Linked DNA regions of Mus musculus: all the other regions are linked to region 3. The links are chromatin contacts, called in public promoter capture Hi-C maps. All regions are on one chromosome and are shown on one strand. The core of a region is the stretch at or near the end of the contact, and the rest is flanking DNA. Distances in the headings are between cores, read along the strand shown. Region 1 holds the start of Irak4 (interleukin-1 receptor-associated kinase 4). Region 2 holds the start of Twf1 (twinfilin actin binding protein 1). Region 3 holds the start of Pdzrn4 (PDZ domain containing RING finger 4).

Evidence for each region. Promoter capture Hi-C pulls out the DNA fragments that hold promoters and counts their contacts.
Region 1: a promoter capture Hi-C map of cranial neural crest shows a contact between it and region 3. The contact joins the promoter of Irak4 here to the promoter of Pdzrn4 in region 3. A contact is called at or near these places in 2 of 39 promoter capture datasets (cranial neural crest and embryonic stem cells) and 1 of 115 datasets of contacts at active chromatin or transcription factors (astrocytes).
Region 2: a promoter capture Hi-C map of cranial neural crest shows a contact between it and region 3. The contact joins the promoter of Twf1 here to the promoter of Pdzrn4 in region 3. A contact is called at or near these places in 2 of 39 promoter capture datasets (the 3T3-L1 cell line and cranial neural crest).

Annotation. Positions count from the first base shown.
Region 1 is chr15:94,542,340-94,545,645 of GRCm38.p6, forward strand. It overlaps Irak4 (interleukin-1 receptor-associated kinase 4), which reads left to right and starts at 1,321. Exons shown (of 12, transcript NM_029926.5): 1 at 1,321-1,487. Pus7l (pseudouridylate synthase 7-like) reads right to left here and starts at 1,168. Exons shown (of 9, transcript NM_172437.3): 1 at 1,121-1,168.
Region 2 is chr15:94,588,204-94,591,425 of GRCm38.p6, forward strand. It overlaps Twf1 (twinfilin actin binding protein 1), which reads right to left and starts at 1,621. Exons shown (of 9, transcript NM_008971.4): 1 at 1,549-1,621; 2 at 25-102. The coding sequence starts at 1,573.
Region 3 is chr15:92,394,986-92,398,150 of GRCm38.p6, forward strand. It overlaps Pdzrn4 (PDZ domain containing RING finger 4), which reads left to right and starts at 1,825. Exons shown (of 10, transcript NM_001164593.1): 1 at 1,825-2,520. The coding sequence starts at 1,930.

The DNA of each region.
Region 1 (3,306 bases), core at 71-2,570, 2.1 Mb after region 3:
GTCACTGGCATAGAAGAAAAGAAAGTCTCATGGTGTTTTCTTGGAGCAGCGGCCCAAGGCCAATTCTATAGGGAATGAATCACAGTCCTCACACAATCTACTCTCTCCACGACACACGGAGCCCTGAGAGAGCAGCTTCACTGCCTAGCTCTTGTATTTCCCAGACTTTACAAGTAATTGATCATCTACATCCTCAGACATTTTCACCCACCAATAATCTAATCTATAGGATTCATCTATAAGCTTTAGGAACCTGTTTTCTTTTCTTTCACACACACACAAAGAAAAAAACTGATTTAATTTCCTGTATAGCATGACTAGCTAATGTGTTCATTATTTACTGTCCATCTTCTTCAACTTAAAGTGTCAGTTCCACATGAGCCAGAATTCTGACTAGCCCATATTCAGAACAGCACCAAGGACATAGTAGGTCTGCAGTAGATACTAGTTGAACAGATACAAGTAGAACACAGTAAGAGCGTTAATGGTGACAAGAAAGAAAGAAGTGTTAACTTTTGTCTATGATAATCAGGAATGGTATATAATAAACTGCTACTTGACTTTGGAAATAGTTCAAGAGACAGAAGCGGGGTAGAAATACCACGTGCAAGTACAATCAAGACGGGCACTGGGGGGGGGGGGGGGAAGGGGGAAGCCCTGACACAGAGCAGAGGGGATAGGGAGAATACAGCTGAAGTAATGCTGACAAGGAAAGATAGTGAACACCCTGTCAAAGGTTGGCATCTGCCCCCGTGGAGTTGTTTCTAATGGCAGATGGAAATCAGCAGTCAGCTCTGACCAAGTCCACAGGGGTCCTCGGAACCCTAGGGATTGTTGGAAAAGAAAGACCATAGGACGGCTTTCCAGGCTACACGTGGGGACAGTGCAGCACGAAGGCATGGCAGTCAAGCAGCTAGTCAAGAGGCGGGCAGACAGGGCACGTGGGGGCGAGGGTGGCAAGAGCTCCTCCTCCGCTCCGCGGGGCGAGCCGAGGCTGCAGAGGGACTCCCACCCCAACCCCACCCCGCTCCCTGGGCGCCGCCACCACGCCTCCCTCCCCGGTCCAGCAGTCTTGGATCCACCGGTGACCCGGCATCCTAATAGACTCTGTGAGCTCTACCTCGCTTCCGTGAGAAAGTGGTCCGCCGAGTGACACAGTGCGCATGCCCAGAAGCCTTTCCGCCGCCTAGCCTCTTACAGGGACATTTAAAGGGACAGGCTCCGGTTGGTGTAGCTCTTCCCTGGGTGGAGCTCGGGGAGGGAAAGGCGTGGCCTTCCGGATTGGCTCCGCCCCTATACTCTCACCCTTAGCTGACCTGCCCTCCCTGTCCCACAGGGGGATATGATGCCCCGGTGACCCGCAGCATCCCGATCGCAGGCAGTCTGAAGTCGCCTGGTGGTCCTGCGTCCTCCACCCCCGAGTCCTCGCCGGACCGTGGCGGGACGCCGATCGCCTTGTCCAGGAAGCGAGGGACGTCCGAGAGGAAGTAGGTTGTATGAGGAAGGCTGATCTCAAGCCACGATCTCTCCGCTGTCCTCTGTCCCGGGCCGGGTTGGTGATCAGTCGCTTCGCTCCAGAACCAGGAAATGGGCGCACTCGGGCAGAGGAGGCTTGGGGAGCCCCGCAGCCTCTGTGCGCTGCTCTGCCGCCGGAGTGTCTCGCTTGCTCGCTATGGGGAGCATAGGAAGCTAGCTGTAGTCAGACAGTCCAACAGGTAGAGGGAGAGGTAAGCGCAAGACAGATTGGAAGCAAGAGAGGGGCAGGAAAAGCATTCCCAAGAGAGCAAGAAAGCACCATTAGCTTTCGGAATGGACACAGTGGCCCCAAAGCAGGAAATTTAAAAAAAAAAAAAAATCGATTTTTCCGTTTCTGGGAGTAATTCTTCAAGATGTATGCCAAAGAGCTCAGGGTTTTTTTTTTTAATTCTCCTATTTTCATGCTAAACATTTTTGCTTCCTACATGTTTCAAGACTGATCTGATCACTCCGGCCAAACTTGGGCCTCCCAGTCTTGTCTTTGTTGTGTTCCCTGTTCAAACAGAAACAAACAAAAAACAAACAAACAAAACAACTTAGGAGATGAATTCGCACTCTACAGTAGCACAGACTTCTGTTGACTGCACTGCAGACAACAACGGACTGAACCGCTGAGCCTGTAAGCCAGCCCCAATTGAATGCTGTCCTTTATAAGAATTGCCTTGGTCATGGTGTCTCTTCACAGCAATGGAAACCCTAACTGAGACAAGTCACCAACTGGGAACCAAGTACTCAAATGAGGGACGATGGAATCCCCTCCTGTTCAAACCACCGCAGGCAGCGTTTAACAGACTGCCAAATGCATTCTCAGCTTGCTACCTTCTTCCATCATTAGAATAAAACTCCCCTGTGTTCTTGCCTCCCTTTTCTCCCTATTCTTCCTAACGTTTTATTTTTCAGGCACCTGGATTAATATCTGTCACAGATAGGACATGTCTTGGTGAATGGATGACATTATACATTTTAGTATACCCAAAGCGTTTTAGTGGCCACTGAAGTATGTCAGTGTTTAGAAATTGTGGACATCTCTCGGCATCTCAAAGGTCTTTTGGCAGATGCATCAGGAACAAACGGGGCTGCTGTAGGGTGAGAGGCATTGGGACAGCTAGTGTAGAACATGGTTGTTTGGGTATGGGGGAAGTTCAGACTGCGTAAAAGTATAAGGAAGAAGTGACCAGGGGGAGGGGCCAGAGTGGGAAGAAACCAAAAATTCTTATATAGGAGGAAGCTTGCTGGGCTTTTTGTTTTTGTGGGGTTTTTTTGTTTTTTTTTTTTGTTTTGTTTTTTGTACTTTGTTGTTATTGTTGTTGTTTGTTTTACTTTGCATTTTTTTTTTTTTGGTCTGTTCCCTGTGTCTTTGGGCCCCATCTCAATCCACAAGCATTGTTCACAGAGGAGAGGGCACAAAGGTCACCCCTAGCAGTCAGGTCTAGTCTTTCAGAGCACTGTAGCAGCCAAGGAATTGAGCTGGTCCCGAAAGGTGTTAAGCGGCTTTGACGTGTAAGTTTTTCTGAGCTCTGATGGGACAGAGAGGTTAACGGACACAGAGATGGCGTCAGCCCAGCTGCTTTAGTTCTGAGTCCTGGAAACAAGGTCTAGAAAGGTAAAGAGGGTTGGGCTGGATGGCCCATTGGTCTCCCCAAGAGGTCAGAGGTCATCCAGCTGATGATCCATTGGTCTCCCCCAGAGGTCAGAGGTCATCCAAGCTGATGGATGGCCCAATGGTCTTCCCCCGAAGTCATCTAGGCTGCTCTCCAGTGCTTAGGGTTT
Region 2 (3,222 bases), core at 371-2,870, 2.2 Mb after region 3:
AGTATCTTAAAACTGTTAACTAACCATTTTCGATAGATATTTTCAGAAGTCTGTATTTCCCGTTTCTGGCTCGGGCAAAGATCTCTTTGACATCTTCGCTTGCTGTGGAAAATGATAAAGGGAAAAAGTGTTTAAACCTAGAAGTAGTTTAGTTTGTATTCACCTAAAGAAAACATAAATTAAAGAAACATGTGGAGCATACAGGCCCTTCTTATTGTTACTATAAAACAGAAGCATAAAATACCGGCCTTGGCGAGGAGCAAAAACTAAATACTAGCATTTAGAAGTACAGGAACTTCAACATTTTAGCCACAGAACTCAGTAGCAGAAGTAACACTAGGGTGAATGCTTTCAGTCAAACCCAGTAACAGACAAATTGCTCCATGTTTGAAAATGTTAACAAGTTGCTTCTAATAGTCCAATTTTAAGTTTGTGATGTGTGCTCCTTCATCAAATCATGTCCTGTATCTGTCCATCAAGAACAACAGGATCAAATCTCATATACTGATTAAAGAAAAAACCTGTAAAATACACTAGATCTTACATTTTTCTTGCATCTCTTTGTAAAAAGTTATAGAAGCCACCCAGGAAATAAACATTTAATAACCTATCCCTTGTGTAGTCATCATTGCTTCAAATTCGGTCTTGTGTTGTTGATTGCCAAGCAAGACTAATATTTATGTCTTGTTATATAAAAGGCTCAAACATTAAACAATAATTTTGATATATTTAAATGTCATAAGTAACACGGGGGAGATTAAGTGTTGTTAGATCGGAGACTATTTTTGCCTGCATGTGCACAGAATTAAGTGGTAGTGTCAAAAACCCTTAAAACACAAAACAAGTTATTAAGTGGTCACCCGGGGGAAAGGCTCGGTTAACTATTACGGGAAGTGCTCTAGTTTATATTAGAACTCGTTAAATAACCCCGGGATATATTATTTGATTCCGTAGGAGGTTGAGTACGTCCAAGTTGCCTATTTTCCAACCAGGAAATAATAAACGGCGAGTAAGATACACAAGTAAACTGCACATTCGACTGTCTCCACGGGGTTCATGAGGTGCAGCTACACAGATCAGACTTTGCAGCTGCCTGGGGTGCAAGCATCCAAAGATGGAAAAACACTCCCTACTCGGGATTTCTCCGGAAGGAAGGCACACCCGCGTTCTGAGAGAAAAATCCGGGGAGTTCGGGAGGCAGCCTACAGCGGTGGGAGCTGTTTGGTTTTCAAACGATCTGAGTGCTGGAGCAATCTCCTTTGGCGGGTCCCGAGGAAAAAGTCGCTCGGCTGGCCGGCGGCAGGAGCCCAGCCAGCTTCGGTCTTCCTGCTCTCGGCACGGGGGCCGGGATGCAGCGGGGTCGCCCGGGACATCCTCACATCCTCGGTTCTCTGGCAGCCACCACCGGCCTGTTACGTGGCGGCCGCCGGGGAGGGCCGCGAGGGACACAGTCGGGGCCGTCGCACCCAGAGCAGCTCCAATGCCGTGCGCGCCTCCAGCGTTCCGGCCCGCAGCCTCCCGGGAGCCCCTGCCCCGTGGCGCCGTTACCTTGGATGCCTGTCTGGTGGGACATGGCGGCGGCCCCAGGCTCCCGGCTCCGGCGCAGGGTGCGGTAGCGGCCCCGGCCGGCGGATCCAGGAAGTAGCGGCTCCGCCTGTGCGTCATCGGCCCGCGACTCTCAGCCCCGCCCCCAGCACCAGCCCCGCTCTCCAGCGCGACATAGACCCCGCCTAGGATCCCGCCCCCTGTTCTTTCACTGGCTACTTTCATTGTCGTCACAAGCCCCGCCCCTTAAGCCATTGGCCATGCCCTTTCCCGGCAATCACCCCCCCTTGCCCCCCCCCCCCCCCCCCCCGCTGCTGTTTCTGTCCAGGATGCACCTTCTGGCAGTGGGCTGTGTGTCTATCACACGCCGCAGCGACACACCTCATCAAAATGCTTTAGAGGGAAAAATGGCCATTTTCCGAAACAAACGCTTTCTACATGAAAGACATATCCTTTGCTGTAAAGAAAAGACCATTTTAAGGCGAAAGATAAAACAGTTAAACATTTGCAAAGCAAGATGGGGCTCAAGACCACTCCTGGCCCACTTTAAAATAAGAGACTGTAGAGTTCTCCATTATTTTCCCCGTGATTTGAATCTCAAGCTGTTCACTTTTCAATTGGTCACTATCACACAAAACCACTGTTCTCACCTCAAAAAAGAGAAAAAAAAGTCTATTCTGAAATCAAATATGTGCCCTATCAGGCGGGGAGGAGGCACTAATTCAGGTGACACCCCATCCCAAATATCATGTTTCAACTTGGTAACAGACTTATGAATTTTTTTTTTAGTACCAGAACAAAAGAAAATCACAAATCATCTTTAAAATATATTTGGTGGGGACATGGGGCTATACCCAAAGTGGCGAAATTTCTGCTACTGGTTCAGATATTATCTGAAGAGGGCATCTTTAACCTTTCAATGGGAGAAGCTAAGTGGTCTGTACATTTCCAAGGATGGACTCAGAAGTGGCTAGTAACTGGGATGGCCCAAGATAATTCAGCTTAGGACCTACACCACAGTCCTACACAATCAGGCACTTCTAATCAGCTAGGCAACCTTTTTGAGTCTTGAACAGGTTTGGGGTGGCTTTTTTTTTTTTCTGGAAATTTCAGCTCATAGCACTTTAAGAGACCTCATTGTCCTTTCTCTGGTTCCCCCAAAGAACTGAGTGTGAAACCACTGAGCCATTGAGCTGACCTGAATATCTCTCTGTGGTCAGCTCTACCCTTGGAAACCATTAACAGAGCTTTGCTTTAGGTTAGCCTTTGATTGCTTCAAGTCAAATGTGTGTTCGTAGTTACCTGGATGCAATACATTTGTATGGAAACAGCAGACAGGAGTTACCGTTCTTTCTCACTGTACACTTTTATCGGCATGCATTCCCCTGTGAAAGTTTATTCTATTGTTTATTTTTATGTATGTTTTCTAAGTAGAACTCTAGCTCTAGATTTTAAAGCCTTGGACTAATAAATATATTTATTTTTTTATATTCAAACTCGATTCAGGCAAATGACATAATGACAAGGTATGGAGTCCCTCTTCGAGTATAAAGCATTTTAAATAAGCCACTAAATAGGCCTGCAACTGCTTTTCTTTGTGGAGACCATAAGGGAAAAAAAAATGCTGTGTGCTGGTGCTTGTGATCTCAACTCGGTTCCTTTAACAGATCTTCACAC
Region 3 (3,165 bases), core at 575-3,074:
GTTGATGCCGTGGCTTCTGCTGACTCATGCTGATTCCGCAGAGCTTTGCTGTTTCTGCTGGATCACATGGCGGTTTCTGACTCATGTTAGGTGTTTGCTATTGAACTGAACTGCTGTTAACCTGACAACCAAGAGTGGAGTCACCTGAGGGAGCTACTTCTCAACAGGTCCTCAACCCTCTTTTCCTAGTAACCTTTTTTTCCCTCTCCTACCTCCAGTCAGTAGGCTAGAAGGGAAGTTGATGTGTTTAAGAACTCTAAATAAAATCGGCCTTAAAAAAATTAAGACTACATAGATGTGTAGAACATATACAATATAGCTTTTTTATTTTGACAAAAACAAAAAGAATATTTCAGATATCTGGAACATCACTTCAAGGTTTCCTTGGCTCTCAACAGCTCTCAGAAGGTTCTGATTGGAAGCTATTTGCCATTATTATCACCAAGTCTGGATTTGTTTGTACTGATGCTCTTCACAGCCTTCCACGAACAGCACCCAGCTGGCAAGGAGGGTGATTAATTTAAGAATCCTCATCCCAAGCATCTCGCATGGTTTCTGGTTAACGGCGGTAAACCACGTGCTTATATCCCGGTGTTACCTGGTGTTATGGGCTCTTTGTGTTCTTAAGTTTCGGGAGAAGGCGATGGCCCTGGAAGGTCCCCTATGTTTTCAGGAAGGCAGGCCACACACCGAAGGACAAACTAGAAGGGATTTGGAATTTGGAATGATTCTCTTCTGTTTGAGTAAAGAGAGGCTTCTAACCGGGCCGGGGTGGCGCATGCCTTTAATCCCAGCACTCGAGAGGTAGAGGCAGGTGGATTTCTGCGTTAGAGGCCAGCCTGGTCTACCGGGTGAGTTCCAGGACAGCCAGGGCTATGCAGAGAAACCGTGCCTCTTTTGTTCATGATTATCACTTTGTTGTTGTTGTTGTTGTTGTTGTTTTCTTCCAGGTGCTCAAAAGGCCATACCCCGTGCCCAATAGTAAAATGTTTCTCATAGCCCATTCCCAGTAGTGAAATACTTCTCAAAGTGGAAAATACAGAGCGTGACAATTCTCTGAACTGGGAGGCAAGCTGCAGTTAATGAAACCTTAGTCTTTTCACCTGGCGGAAGGGAGGGAGGCTGCTCATTGCCTTCCCCCACAGCAAGAAAAAAGTGCCCCAGGCAGACAACTGGCCTGTCCCCAACCCTCACTGCTGGTTCAGAGATCACCCTTTGCTACAATCACCTGATTTCCATATCTTGATTTGAGAAGCCTGGCTCTGGGGATGATTTCCTACGTGTTTTTTTTTTTTGTTTTGTTTTTTGTTTTTTGTTTTTTGTTTTTTGTTTTTTTGTTTTTTTTCCAGCGCGGAAGCTTTAGAGTCAGAGTTCTTAGTTGACGTTTTGTTTGTTTTTTGTTTTAGTTACCTCCCTTGAAAGAACAAAAGTGTATTCATCACTTCAAACTTTTTTTCTTTCTAACTAAGGATTTGCCTGACACAAGATCCTGATCCCTGGAATGTTCCACCCTGGTAGACTTTAACATTCTCAGTATCAATGCTTTGCCCATGGCCAGCTGTACCCAGACAAAGCACCCTGGGGGACTCAAGTTCTAGACTCAGAGAAAGAATAAAGCTGGCCCAAACACTACTGTAAACAAGCCTCCCTCTCAAGGATAAACTTGAAAGACCGTGCATTACAAAGCCATAAAGAAGTGGGTAATGGGGAAGGGTTCACTCAGGTGGCTTCAATGAGCTTCAATACAGAGAAGTCAGGACCTAGCCACAGCTTTGAAACTCCAAGCCAAACTTATTCTGAGCTCACACACAAACCTCCCCCCTCAAAGAGCTCAGCAGCGGTAAGACCGCTGGCCCTGGCGCAGCTTGGGGGTGATTGAAAGAAGAAGCGGGGACACCCCTTTTGGCTCTCCTCCCTCCCACCACTAGCATGGGCTTCGCTTTGGAGCGTCTCGCGGAAGCCGTGGACCCCGCTTTCCAGTGCCAGCTACTGTGTGGCCAGGTACTGGAGGAGCCCGCGTGCACGCCTTGCGGGCACGTCTTCTGCGCCAGCTGCCTGCTGCCCTGGGCGGCGGGGAGACGCTGGTGCCCGCTGCAGTGCCAGCCGCTGGCGCCGGGCGAGCTGTACCGGGTGCTGCCGCTGCGCAGCCTGGTCCAGCAACTGCGCGTGCAGTGCAACTACAGCGGACAGGGCTGTGGCCACAGGGGCGACTGCGGGTGCTGGCAGTGCACATCCAGCGCTGCGCCTTCGGCCCTGCCAGCGGCTGTGACAGCCACTGCCCAGGCGGCTGCGGAGGCGGCGGGGAGGAAAAGCACCCGGCGACCAAGACCTGCTGGAGTGGGGACGCGCGTGAGGGGCCACCCGGACCTGGAGGTCGGCCTCTGGTTGTCGCCTGCTGTCGGGGTGGGGAAGACGCGGCGGGCGCAGGTCAGCTTGTTGCAGCGCAGGTATCAGGAGAAGTTGGCTCTGTACATGGCGCACACGCGCAACTTCGTCGGGAACCCGGGAGGCCGCGGCCAGGTAAGCCCAGGGGAATGAACCCCAGAGCACGGTTGGGATGGGAAGGGGAGCGTCTTCCCGACTGTTGAGGACTCCTTATGGAGGTGCCATCCCTTTTTCAGAGCTGCATCTGATTATGCTCTGCCACCTTCATCTGCATCGCTGCCCCAGAAACACCGTTTAGGATTAAGGGAGTCAAACTCAACTTCTCCAGGAGGAGAAATTGAGTGAACTCTTTTCCCATCCACACTCTGTTCTCATCTTCCACTCCCCTGCTCACCTAAGCTGCCCATCTTTCGCGTCCTTGGCCTGTGCCTGGAGCAAATTCTATAAGTAAACCGGTTAATTGGCTGTGAGAGACTTATTTTCTCTGCCAAAATATGCCTATCAGTTAACTACCCACCCTTTCCTCAGCTCAGGGGCCTCGAGGGATGGTGGTGACAGAGATACCGACCTTCCCTGTTGATTCCTCTCTCCTGACCTCACGAGACCTTATTGGTGGCCAGTGTGCCTGTTATTACCTGGGGACCTGTCCCAGGACAAGAACAAAGGCCTGAAGTCACAGTGCCTCCTTGAGTACCTGGCAGAGGCAGCTGTCTTCCCTACTTCATGGAAGGGGCTAGTCCTGAGCTGCGAGCTGCAGCCTGGGTAGAGAGACGTGTTTAT